Regions from separate parts of the Mus musculus genome. Here all the other regions are linked to region 2. A link is a contact called in public Hi-C data. All regions are on one chromosome and are shown on one strand. The core of a region is the stretch at or near the end of the contact, and the rest is flanking DNA. Distances in the headings are between cores, read along the strand shown.

Region 1 (3,813 bases), core at 1,207-3,706, 1.1 Mb before region 2:
ATATCCCCATGGTAAGACATGGAGTTCTTTGGGTAAGGACCAAAGAGTGGACTAGTTAGGTCTTTCTTCTTTTATTTCTTTTGTAAAACCACAGCTCTTATCAGGTCTTTGTGAAAGGCATATGTGGGACATAATTTTTCTGAGAAAAATACAGGAAGCTGTCCCATTCTGTCCTCACACTTGACTAGATAGTTGTACTGGATATAAAAGTCAAGGTTGCTTGTGCCTTTGGGGATTTTGAAAACATCATTTCACTTCTAATAGTTCCCTTTAAAAAAAATCTAAAATCACCCCAAATTTCTGCTGTTTATTTCTGGGAAATTTTTCAACTCTAACTTACAATCTTTTGACTTTTCTGCTTTTTTTTTTTTTTTTTTCTTTTTTTTTGACAAGTTTCACAATATAACCATGGCTGGCCTGGAACCTTCTATATAGACCAGGTTGGTCTCTAACTCACAGAGATCCATCTGCCTCTGCCTCCTGCATATTGTAATTTTCAAGATTTCTTTCTTTCCCAGTTTGTATTTGTGAGTGACAACTGCTTCTTGTGTGTATGTATGTATGTATGTTTGGTGTTTGGGAATTATTTCTAGAGATAGGATCTCCTGTGATCCAAGCTAATATCCAACTTACTACAAAGTTGAAGCTGGCCTTGAGCTCCTGCCCCTCCTATTTCATCACCATATTTAGCAGATGTAGATTTTTTTTTCCTCTAGGGACATAATTGTTCTTTGATACATGTTTGCTTTTTCTAGCCAAAGAAACTGGGAAAGGCAGGTTTTTTATTTGTTTGTTTGTTTGTTTGTTTGTTTTTCTGTTTTCTGTGGTGCTTAGAATCAAACACAGGCCTTTGTCTGGTCTAGCACATGACTTTGTGCATATTTAAAGGGTTAAAATCTTCCATCTGCTATCTGGCTGCATGCTCTTGCTCACTTCCTCTATGGAAGCCATGGACAACAGGATGCTGTGCGCTATCTAACACTAGGGTTCGATTCACAGCCCATATCATTCTCAGTATGATAATTCTGCTCCTGGTTGTCGCTGACTCCAAGGGGTTGAATGTTTGGTTCTTCTCTGGCTCTAGCTGGACACAACTCCTTAATTTACACACTTAGAAGCACTGCAAAGATGCCCTGTGCCCAGCCCTTCTGCTCTTCTGTTGTTGTAAGCTGGCCAGGCAGCCAGTTCTCTAAGCCCAGACCTGTGACACATGAGCTTGCTTCTGAGCCTTATCCTGACCACCTACGAATTCAGCTCTCCAAGGCCTACTGTCAGGGAGGAGCTACTACCTATCCATCCCAGCCTCAGTCTCACTCCCATCTTGCTGGCCACATTCTCTTCTCCCTTTCTACTTAGCCTAGAACTTCTGAAGGAAGTGGAGGGAGAGGAACAGAGCCCTGACCCTCTTCAGCTCAGAGTCTGAAAGCCGGACTCCCTCCTGAGGTGTCTTGCATTTCTTTTAACAAACAAGACCTCCTTTGCTTGTTACTTCTCCCCTTAGTCTAAGAGATTTAAAAGGTACCCCAGGACTAAGATATCAATTATTAAATGCCCCCTAGGAAGGGCAACACACTGGGAGGAGGCCCCCCTCAACAAGTCTGCACAGTGTTGTTGGTTTTCTAATTGGGGGCTGGATGGCCTAGAGCCCTCTGCCAGTCACCTGCTGTGGGGCAGGCCTTCAGGGCCAGGGCAGGAGGCTTGACCGACCTATGGCTCTTTCAAGGGGTTCAGGACCTCTCGGTCCCTTGGGGTGCCTGGGACAGTGTCAGGTCCCGTGGCCTCCTGATCTGAGACAGGAGTTACCCTCGATGCTCTAAAACCAACTACCCCAAGAGAGCCAAGTGTCCTCCAGGTCTTATGTCTGCGTTTGGCTCCGTCCATTCTTTCTGAAAAAGCAGTATGGAGAGTGCTTAAAGCCAGTGTGTGCCTTGTAGATACTTAATAGCCCATCCTGAGCCTCCAGACAGGATGCGGGCGGCATTTACCCATTCAGCCAGTGTTTGGTAAGCTCCCGCCTGCAGGGCCAGGTGACACTGCAAGCGGGAGGCCCAGCAGGGGCCCTGACAGGAGGTCTGCTGTTCTGGAGATCCAAGTGAATAAACAGGATGTTGTTGATAAATGTGTGATGGAGATGTAGGGGGCGACAACCCAGCTGAGCAGGGGCTGAAGGAGCCGGAAGGAGTGGGCTGAGCTCTGTGAGAAAACAGAGATGACCACAGAATGGCTGGCATGGAGGAGGGGGCTGCCTGGACTATAGGAGAGTCCTCCAGTGTGGACGGATGATTTCTGCCCTTTGTGGAAGTGGGTCTTCCATCTCTTCAGGTGACTAGCTCTGAGCAGACGGGAGGTGGACGGCTGCCACCCGAAGCCCACCTCTGTAAGTGGGAACAACCCCTGCCCCCAGCCCTCATCAGTGACTAATGGCCCTGCACCAGCCCCTGCCAGGGCCCTAATGCAATTCCACCTGCGTCAGAGGCTCCAGCCAGAGCCTGAGTCACCCTGGCTCCCAGGAGAGGACACACGGAGAGGCCGAGCGAGCGTCAGCAGCACACACACACACACACACACACACACACACACACACACACACACACACACACACACACACTGCTTCTTTGCTCGGTGGTACCGCTGGGAGATTAAACACATTCGCTTAGAGAAAAGCAAAGAAACAACGGCCTCTGCTAGGCAGAGTCTGGTAGCTAACGGGCCTCCGAGAGCTGTGTACAATCTAAACTTTTTATTAAAAAGAAAAAAAGCTCTTTTGCTCTCCTGGGACTTGCACTGTGAAATTATCAACCGCACGGGCTTTGCCTCCCTGTCAACGTGACTGCACACACAGTGGAGAACATTAATTTTGTTTTGTTTTTTCACAGCCGAGACTAGGCTCTTCCCTTCTGCCAAGGAGAATGCTTCTGGGTCTCTCTCTCTGCCAGGGTGGCAAGGCCTGGGGGTTTCGAGGCCCTGGCCTCTGCCCACCACTTCTCTCCTCACTAAAAGAGGCTTTCTTCTGTCAGCTCTCTCCATAGTGGGCATAGCGAACGAAGCCCAGCCCGGAAGCACCCTCTGATTTAGCGTATGTAACCAGGTAGCACAGGACCTGCTGAGCCATTCCAAATGACCTTCCCTGTTACAGCAAGAAGCCCCCACATTCCTCCTAGAACGCCCTGACCTCTGTCCCCAGCCGGGATCTAGCTGACCCAAGCCTCTGCTTACTGTGAAGCCCTGTGCCAAGCCCCTCTCTGTGCCCACATGTCTCCATATGGAAGCTACAGAGAAACTGCTTCAGTCTTTCCCACCAGGGAGGCCACAAGTGGCCTTTGGCTTTCACCAGTCCCTGTATCCTCAAGAGTCACCTATGTTCTCAGGCCCTTTCCACCCGGCCCCAGGCATTTCTGAGCCCACCGGGAAGATGCTGAGATGGGGTTACATTGTCTAGAAGATAGACATGAATGAATTAAAAGCCCTTCTAACACTGATCAACATGTGGCCATGGTGGGTGGAAGAGAGGGGGGGGGGTGATGTTTTGGGGGGAGGCACTAATGCTAGTCTTCTTGAGGAGATAGTATTCAGTCTGAGACTTGAATGAAAGTGCCGAGGGAGGACATGTGGCAGAGATCCCCAGCCAGCCCCCTTCTGCAATCAAGAAACAGAGAGGCAGACACATCTGGGGTGTAGGGAGCCTTGGCTGGACGCTGCTGCAGACAGCCAGAGCTTCGGTGCTCCGTATAGGAGGCACAATGGAGGGATGAGGGAGGGGGTATTGGGAGTACGCAGCAGGCTGGGCTTCACCCCTGCTTTGTTCCTCTCTCC
Region 2 (3,467 bases), core at 139-2,638:
TCAAGCCCTGGGATGCTGGTCGTGAGCTTCTTGAAGACCAGACATGGTTCATGTTAAGAGAGAATGACTGGTTAGACACTAGGTGATTTAGAAAACCTTTATCCTGGGGGGCCATGCTCTGCCCCCTAAGATCCCAGCATGCCCAGTTCATTTCAGTTGGTGTTCGTTCAGTTAGCACATTTTGCCTAATGATGCTCTTTTTTTTAACTTCCTATTTTTGTATGTTTTGAGTGTGTGTGTGTGGTATGTGTGTGTGTGTGTGTGTCTGTGTGTGCATGTGTGTGTGTCTCTGTGTATATGTGTGTGTATATGTGTGTGTGTGCACGTGTGTGTGTGTGTGTGTGTGTGTGTGTGTGTGTGCGCGTAGGCCAGAGGAGCATGTCCAACATCTTTTGTTACTGCTCTCCTCCTTTTCCCAGTGAAGGCTGGGTCCAGATCATTAACCCGGTGTGTGATCTGGCATAAGGCAAGCAAAGGAGGGTGGTGCTCATGGCTGCCTTGTCCATCTCCTATCCTAGGTCTCCCTCTTCTTCTCCTCCTCCTCTTCCTTCTCCCTCTTGTGCATAAATAACTGTGAGAAGAAAACACTTCTCTTCAACCCTGTATCCCCTGCCTGACTTATGGCCTTCAACATTGCTGGCTCAGCTGAAGCTATAAAGAGACCCCAACCTTGGCCTCCTCTGCACATTACAGTATAAAACAGACACCCTAAACCCAGTTTTCCCACTCATTGAGTTCTTCCCTTCCTTAAAAATGATGGAAAGGGTCCTTCTTGGGTCATAAAAAATATGGCTCAAAACCCCAGAACATCTGGCCAGAGCTCATTGTTGAGCAGGACCTTTCCCAAGGACTTGCTGGCTGCCAGACACCTCCAAGGGAGCCTGGAGGCCCGAGGGCCCTGCAGCAGGGCCAGAAGGAACCGGAAATGCCTTACAGACATGTGTTCTCCTGAACACCAGAGGGATCCGCTGAAATTTAGGATCACAAAGTCCCCAAATGACGCAAGGGTACTATCATGCAGTCCCAGGTCCTTTTGGGGACACTGGGACCTCATGCAAGTGTCCAGTTTCTATAAGGCCCTACAGCATAGGGACAGAATGTCCACACCACACAGTAGAGTATGTAAGAGGAAAGGTATGTAGCCCATAGAGCAGAGGGCCAGGCTTTGATACGTGGTAATACTCTCTGACACATTGCAACAGACTGGACACACAGTGACAATCAACAAACAGTGTCCCAGCTCTGACAGGTCCTGCTCTTTGCTCCAGCCACAGGGTTTGAAAAGACTTCCTCTGCAGAAAAGGGGGACCAGCCAAAGAACTCTGGAAGATTCTCTGTGCATGGAAACTTCTAGGCTCTGCAAAGGGAAGGTATTTCATTTGTGAGGCAATAGCACCCTCTGGGGCCAGACAGAAGCATTACCTCTGGAATATTCTCTGGGTCTTCAGAGCTCCTGAACCTAATATAAATCTAATACAAGTAATATTAAATATAATAAAGTGACTGGCCCTATAAATAATATTATATTAAGTATAATATAGTGAGTGACCATACCTTGAGCAGGGCTGTTTGAAGACGTCAACGCAGCCAAAGGACCCTTGTTTGTGTTTTGTGGTTCTGGTCCCTCCATTTCTGGCCCCAGCTGCCACTCCTTGGGAATTTTGGATGGTGGGGTTTAGAAGTGTCACAATGGAGGTTGACCCCTGACCTCCTCTTGGACTTTGATCTGAGGAATCCCTTCCTGCAAAGTGAGGTTACTGACATATCTGTAAACTTAGTTTTGTGCTCAGTGGCCACCTGCACTTCCGGGGGCTGCGGCTGGACCTTAGCGTTGTTACCTCATCTCCTTGGACGTTTGGGTGATGTTTGTTTTGGACAACTCCAACACGTTGGGCTCTCCTGGAATTTGGTTCTTCACTGGTTCCTGAGGAGTCGAGGTTGAATAACTGAAAACAGCAGCTAACTGTCTCATCCTGAGGCCAGCAGGGCTTTCCAGAGAGCCCTTTGTCACTGGAGAGGTCACTGGAATGGACATTGGAATTCTGGGGCTCATAGGAGGTGCAGTGGTCGTGTGAGAGTTAGTTGAGTGCAGAATCGATGCTCAGACTAGTGCAGCGTCAACAAGCCCACTGCCGGGATCTACTTCCAGCACACTTCCTCTGATGTGACCTAAGCATTATTCATTGGACCCCACAGCATTTCCCTCTCCACACTGCCATTCCTCAGAGAAGGCACTGGCCCGCCATCGCGGTCCCACCCCACCATAGCAATGCAAGCACTAAACACTGCCCTTCCGGGTCAGCAGCAGGGGTCAGGCCTCCAGAGCCTGTACCCCTTGTTCCTGTGTCGCCTCGAAAGTCACAGGGTGAGGGTGCTAGTGCTCTGTAGCCTTTCTCTGCTGCTCCGGGGTTGCTCCCAGGCCTCAGACACCTCCTCAAGGATCCAGGTGACAGCCTTGCGCCTACCTGCTTTCTGCGCTCCGTGATGGCTGTCAGAGAACGCCTGCGTTAATTAGATCTCCGATTAGATGGCACATTAAGTAATTATCCCAGGGTAGATCCCAAGTGAAGTCTATTTAAAGTGGGTGCCTGAACTCGTGAATGAAAACAGGGGTGAGTCACGCTCTGTTACACCACGCAGAACCCGAAAGGCAGCGCAGCAGCAACAGGAGTAACTGCGGGCGGTTCTGCCTCTCCCTTTCCTCGCTCAGCAACGCCCCAAGCACTCTTGGCCTAAAATCTGGTACCCAGACTGCTTGTGGCTGGGGAGTGGTGTGCCATCCTTCCTCGACTTCATGCAAGGAAGAGGCAGTATAGTGCCCATGTTGCAGATTCAAAAACTAAGGCAAAACACTGGAAGTGGAAGAATACGGTTCTAAACCAAGGCTCTGACTGAGCTGCAGCCCTGTGGGCGGGCTCACCTCTGGCCGCGCATGGCCAGCCAGTGGGCCGTCATATGTCTATGAAACATCTGCTCACATCCAGCATCTTACCTCATATGGTGTCGTTCAATGCTCTCATATGTTGGCTTTTTGCATTGGGCCAGTTTTTGTGCCCATTTAACAGATAGGGAAACTGAGGTCAGGGGAGGAAAAAGCCTTCTCCAGGGTCCTACAACAAGGAGCAGCAGAGCTAAGTGTCATGTGGCTGTTTCATTGGGTTGGACACGTCCATACATCAGAGCTGCTGTGATCACTCAAACAAGACCCTCTGTAGATGAAGCCTTGTTAACCTTCCCTTGTTGAAAATGGGAGGACTCATGAGGTCCACCAGGCCCAGGGAGTCTCTCCTTTTCCCTACAATGTGAGCAGCTAACAGTTGCTGGGGGTGAGGGAGCTAGTGGGGAGCTTCGGTGATTTACATAGCACTTATTACATTTATTACATAGCCTTACACTTATTACACTAGCACTTATTACATAGCATTCATGAGGCCCCAAGTTCAATCCCCAGGACTGCAAGATGGGTG
Region 3 (3,401 bases), core at 241-2,740, 1.3 Mb before region 2:
GGACTGAAGGAGACATGCAAAAAAAGTTGAGGCTTGGCACCATGAAGAGAGCCTATGAGAGGCTATCGGTGCAGCCTACTTGCAGCAGAAGACCCCAGTGTATTGTAGATGCTCATGCCATGGGATGACCATCAAGAACAGCAGCAGCAGTGGAGTGGAATCAGCCATAGCCTAAAGTACCACAGAAAGCAGAGCTGGAGACGTGACCCAAGCCCATTGGAGGAGCCCAGAAGATCATGTGTGGACCCCAGACACTGGAACAAGAAACTGTACCGTTGAAGTTGCCTTGAAGACCCCAAGATGTTTGGGATGTCAGAGTGTGGGATACCTGCCGAGGAAAGCTGCTAACAGGGAATAGAGCCAGCCCAGAAGAAAGAACTCCGATGCAGTCAACAAAGATGAAAAAGGAGTGAAGATCTGAAGACAGCTTTGACATCAGACATAGAGATGCAGAGTTGGGAGATTGTCCGGCTGATTTTTGGTCTTGCTTTGTCCAGGATTTCTTCACTACGCCATTTTGGAATGACAATGTATAGCCTGTGATGTTTGAGTTATGTGATCTGGTTTTTTTTATTATTATCATTTTGATTTTATAGGTGATCACAGTTTGGAGACTGGATGACTCTCATAAGAGACTTAGAACTTTGGACTTTTAGACGTTGTTGAGACTGTGATAGGCTATGAAGACTTTGGAAGTTGGACTAAATGTATTTTTCATTATGCTATGGCTAGGTATGGCCCCCATAGACTCATATGTTTGAACAAGTCTATTAGAGTCAGGGAGTAGAACGTGGTGGTTTGAATATGCTTGGCCCAGGGAGTGGCACTATTAGGAGGTGTGGCTTGTTGCAGAAAGTGTGTCACTGTGGGTATGGGTTTTGAGACCCTCCTCCTAGCCATGTGGGTGCCAGTCTTTTCCTGTCTGCCATTGGAGCAAAGTGTAGAACTTTCAGTTCCTCCAGCCCCACATCTCCCTGGATGCTGCCTTGCTCCCACCTTGATAATGGACTGAATCTCTGAACTTGTAAAGCCAGCCCTGATTAAATGTTGTCCTTTATAAGAGTTGCCTTGGCCATGGTTGTCTGTTCACAGTGATGGAAACCCTAACTAGGACTCAGGTGATCCGGGCCAGAATGGTCAGTGGCTCACAGTGCAGCCAGAGCCGGGTCAGTGGCTCCCAGTGCAGCTAGAGCCGGGCTTCACAGGCTAGGCACTCGTCAACCACCAACCCCACAGGGTGATTGTGACTGAGAACAGAGACTCCAGCCTCTCCCTCCAACACACTCCAACCAACCCCTTCACTTAAGTGTTTTCTAGAACCTGTGTATCCTTGCCTGGCTATAATTCCCAACTGATTTATCTGCCTGGTTGACTGACTACCAGGCCTCCATGTGCTCAGCTTTGATTGACATACAGCCAAGAGTTGGCTGAGAGGCAGCTAGGTGACTTGAAGATTCAATGTTGCCCTGTAGGGTCCCCCACACCCCCTGCAAATTCATGGTTCCACCTCTGTACAGAACTAGGCCACACAGAGCCTCTCTCCAAACATCCCAGTGCCCCTAACTGCATTCCCATCTGCCACAGGCTAGCCTTGACCTCTGAGAATCCAAGAGAAACGGGAGTTCTGCAAACTCTGAAGCTTGCACGTCCATCTGGCCACAAGCTCTGGGAAAGGGGATGCACACTAGCTCTGGCCCCCGCATGCATGTCCTATAGCATCAGTGTTACTGGCTAAATTTGATCCTTATCTCTGTTCTGGACATGTGAAAACAGGATGCTGGGATTCTTGTTCCCAAAGAACTTGAAATTCTTTGCTAAATATATACATTGATGTATAATATATACAGCAAACGATGCCAGGCAAGATATTTTTTCCCCCTCAAAGGGATGGTCACAGGGTCTGAAGCGACCCAGGAGGTCAAAGACTTCCCTCTGGACCTGACTCTGGCAGCTGTTAACAGTCATCTTCTCCAGCTCTAATTCTACACTTCCTGGAGGGGGGATAGCGCCCCCGCCTCATACACCATCCAGAACCTTTCTCAAGATAAATCACTCCCGACTATGACGGCGGGGGTTAGGAAGATATTAAATTATCTGGCGTCTCTGTGTTCTTCACTTCCTCCCCTCGTGGGCTTGGAAACATCTGGAAGAGAAGGGCTGGGAGCATCTTCAGGACTTAATGCCTTTGGGACAAGTCCGGTGAACAAGGCAGGGTGGTGGGGGTGGGGTGAGGTGGGAGTGGAGACTGGAGGGAACTGCAGAAGTAGCAGCAAGTGTGTTCTGGAGCTAGCCTAGGAAGAGGAGGCCAGGCTACACCTCACTCTGAATGGAAACTCAGACACTGGAGTGGTCTCAGGATCCCAAGGTGAGCACCCATAGCTGTGAGCCATGTGACAGCCAAGCATGCTAAGACCACCCCCCCACCCCCCAGAGACAGACTACCTAAGTGCCCTAGGCACAAGTCCACTAGAGTCAGACACTGGATTCCCTCCACTGTCCTTGTCCCTCTGCCCTGTGTTCACATGACTCAAGCCAGCATGAGTGTTGGATGTTAACCACTACCTTCCACACCCATACACACATCTGAGAGTGCACACAGGAATACGCACAAGCTAAACAGAACTCTGGGTCCATTGACAGAAATCACGGGCCAACAGTTGCTCATCTAAAGTGCACAATCTAGAAGTTTCTAGACTGTTGTGCAACAATCACTTCCATTAGACACCCCAACATGTGCACCCTGCCCACGGGCTACTTGAACTCACTTCCTACCCTGCCTTTCCTGGCAGGCCTCCCCACTGGCCACCGGTATTAAGTTCCTGTTGCTGTGGGTTTTATTTGTAGCTCGTAACTGGGTTTGACCCATTCACTTAGGTTTAATTAAAAAAAAATTTTTTTTTTGCTTTCTGTGGGTAACTAATATTCCCCTGTATGAACACCTCAAATTGGGTGGCTAGATTTTCTGATCATGTAGGCAAAGGTGCTACAAACATGACCGTATGTGCCTTTCTGTGTGGAATTATAGCTCAAGTTCTCTCTGGTATGTACCATGGAGTGGGCTTGAAGGGTCTCACAGTATTTCTGTGTCCGACATCCGAAGATGTCCCAAGCTCTTTTCCAAAGAATCTCATGGCTCATTCCAGCAGAGCCTGGCCAGACTCCCCCACCTGCCTGCCAATACCTGCTGCCATCTGTCCTTTGACCTGAACCCTCCTTGATACCACACTTTGGTGCCTTGCATCGGCTCGTCTCTCCTCTGGCTCACATATATCCTCCCCAAGCCTACGGAGGATGGGAGTGAATCATGGTGACTTCCCATCTGGGTCAGGGTTCAGATCCATGTGCCCATGTAAGTGGTATGTGGGACACTCCTGTAAACCCTGCTCTGGAGCGATAGAGAC

The links. A called contact is a pair of places that touch in the nucleus more often than the background predicts.
Region 1: a contact with region 2 is called in a Hi-C map of muscle stem cells, with 4 times the contacts expected there. The contact joins two enhancer-like sites. A contact is called at or near these places in 5 of 484 Hi-C or Micro-C datasets (B cells, differentiating embryonic stem cells, embryonic stem cells and 2 more).
Region 3: a contact with region 2 is called in a Hi-C map of the N1E-115 cell line, with 12 times the contacts expected there. The contact joins two enhancer-like sites. A contact is called at or near these places in 3 of 15 datasets of contacts at CTCF or cohesin (the NIH/3T3 cell line, hippocampal excitatory neurons and stem cell-derived epiblast-like cells), 56 of 484 Hi-C or Micro-C datasets (the AtT-20 cell line, B cells, the Ba/F3 cell line and 40 more) and 2 of 115 datasets of contacts at active chromatin or transcription factors (astrocytes and oligodendrocyte precursor cells).

The regions. Positions count from the first base shown.
Region 1 is chr2:173,787,970-173,791,782 of GRCm38.p6, forward strand. It overlaps the pseudogene Gm14371. Among named protein-coding and RNA genes, the nearest start is that of Vapb, 52 kb to the left of the region's middle. Within about 2 kb of position 2,457, at least 109 of the 459 cell types and tissues checked have an H3K27ac peak or open chromatin away from gene starts, as enhancers often do. A contact at or near this core is called in muscle stem cells and uterus, where this site is marked.
Region 2 is chr2:174,899,438-174,902,904 of GRCm38.p6, forward strand. No RefSeq gene overlaps it. Among named protein-coding and RNA genes, the nearest start is that of Gm40017, 17 kb to the right of the region's middle. Within about 2 kb of position 1,389, at least 21 of the 459 cell types and tissues checked have an H3K27ac peak or open chromatin away from gene starts, as enhancers often do. A contact at or near this core is called in the N1E-115 cell line, muscle stem cells and uterus, where this site is marked.
Region 3 is chr2:173,557,246-173,560,646 of GRCm38.p6, forward strand. No RefSeq gene overlaps it. Among named protein-coding and RNA genes, the nearest start is that of Ankrd60, 19 kb to the right of the region's middle. Within about 2 kb of position 1,491, at least 2 of the 459 cell types and tissues checked have an H3K27ac peak or open chromatin away from gene starts, as enhancers often do. A contact at or near this core is called in the N1E-115 cell line, where this site is marked.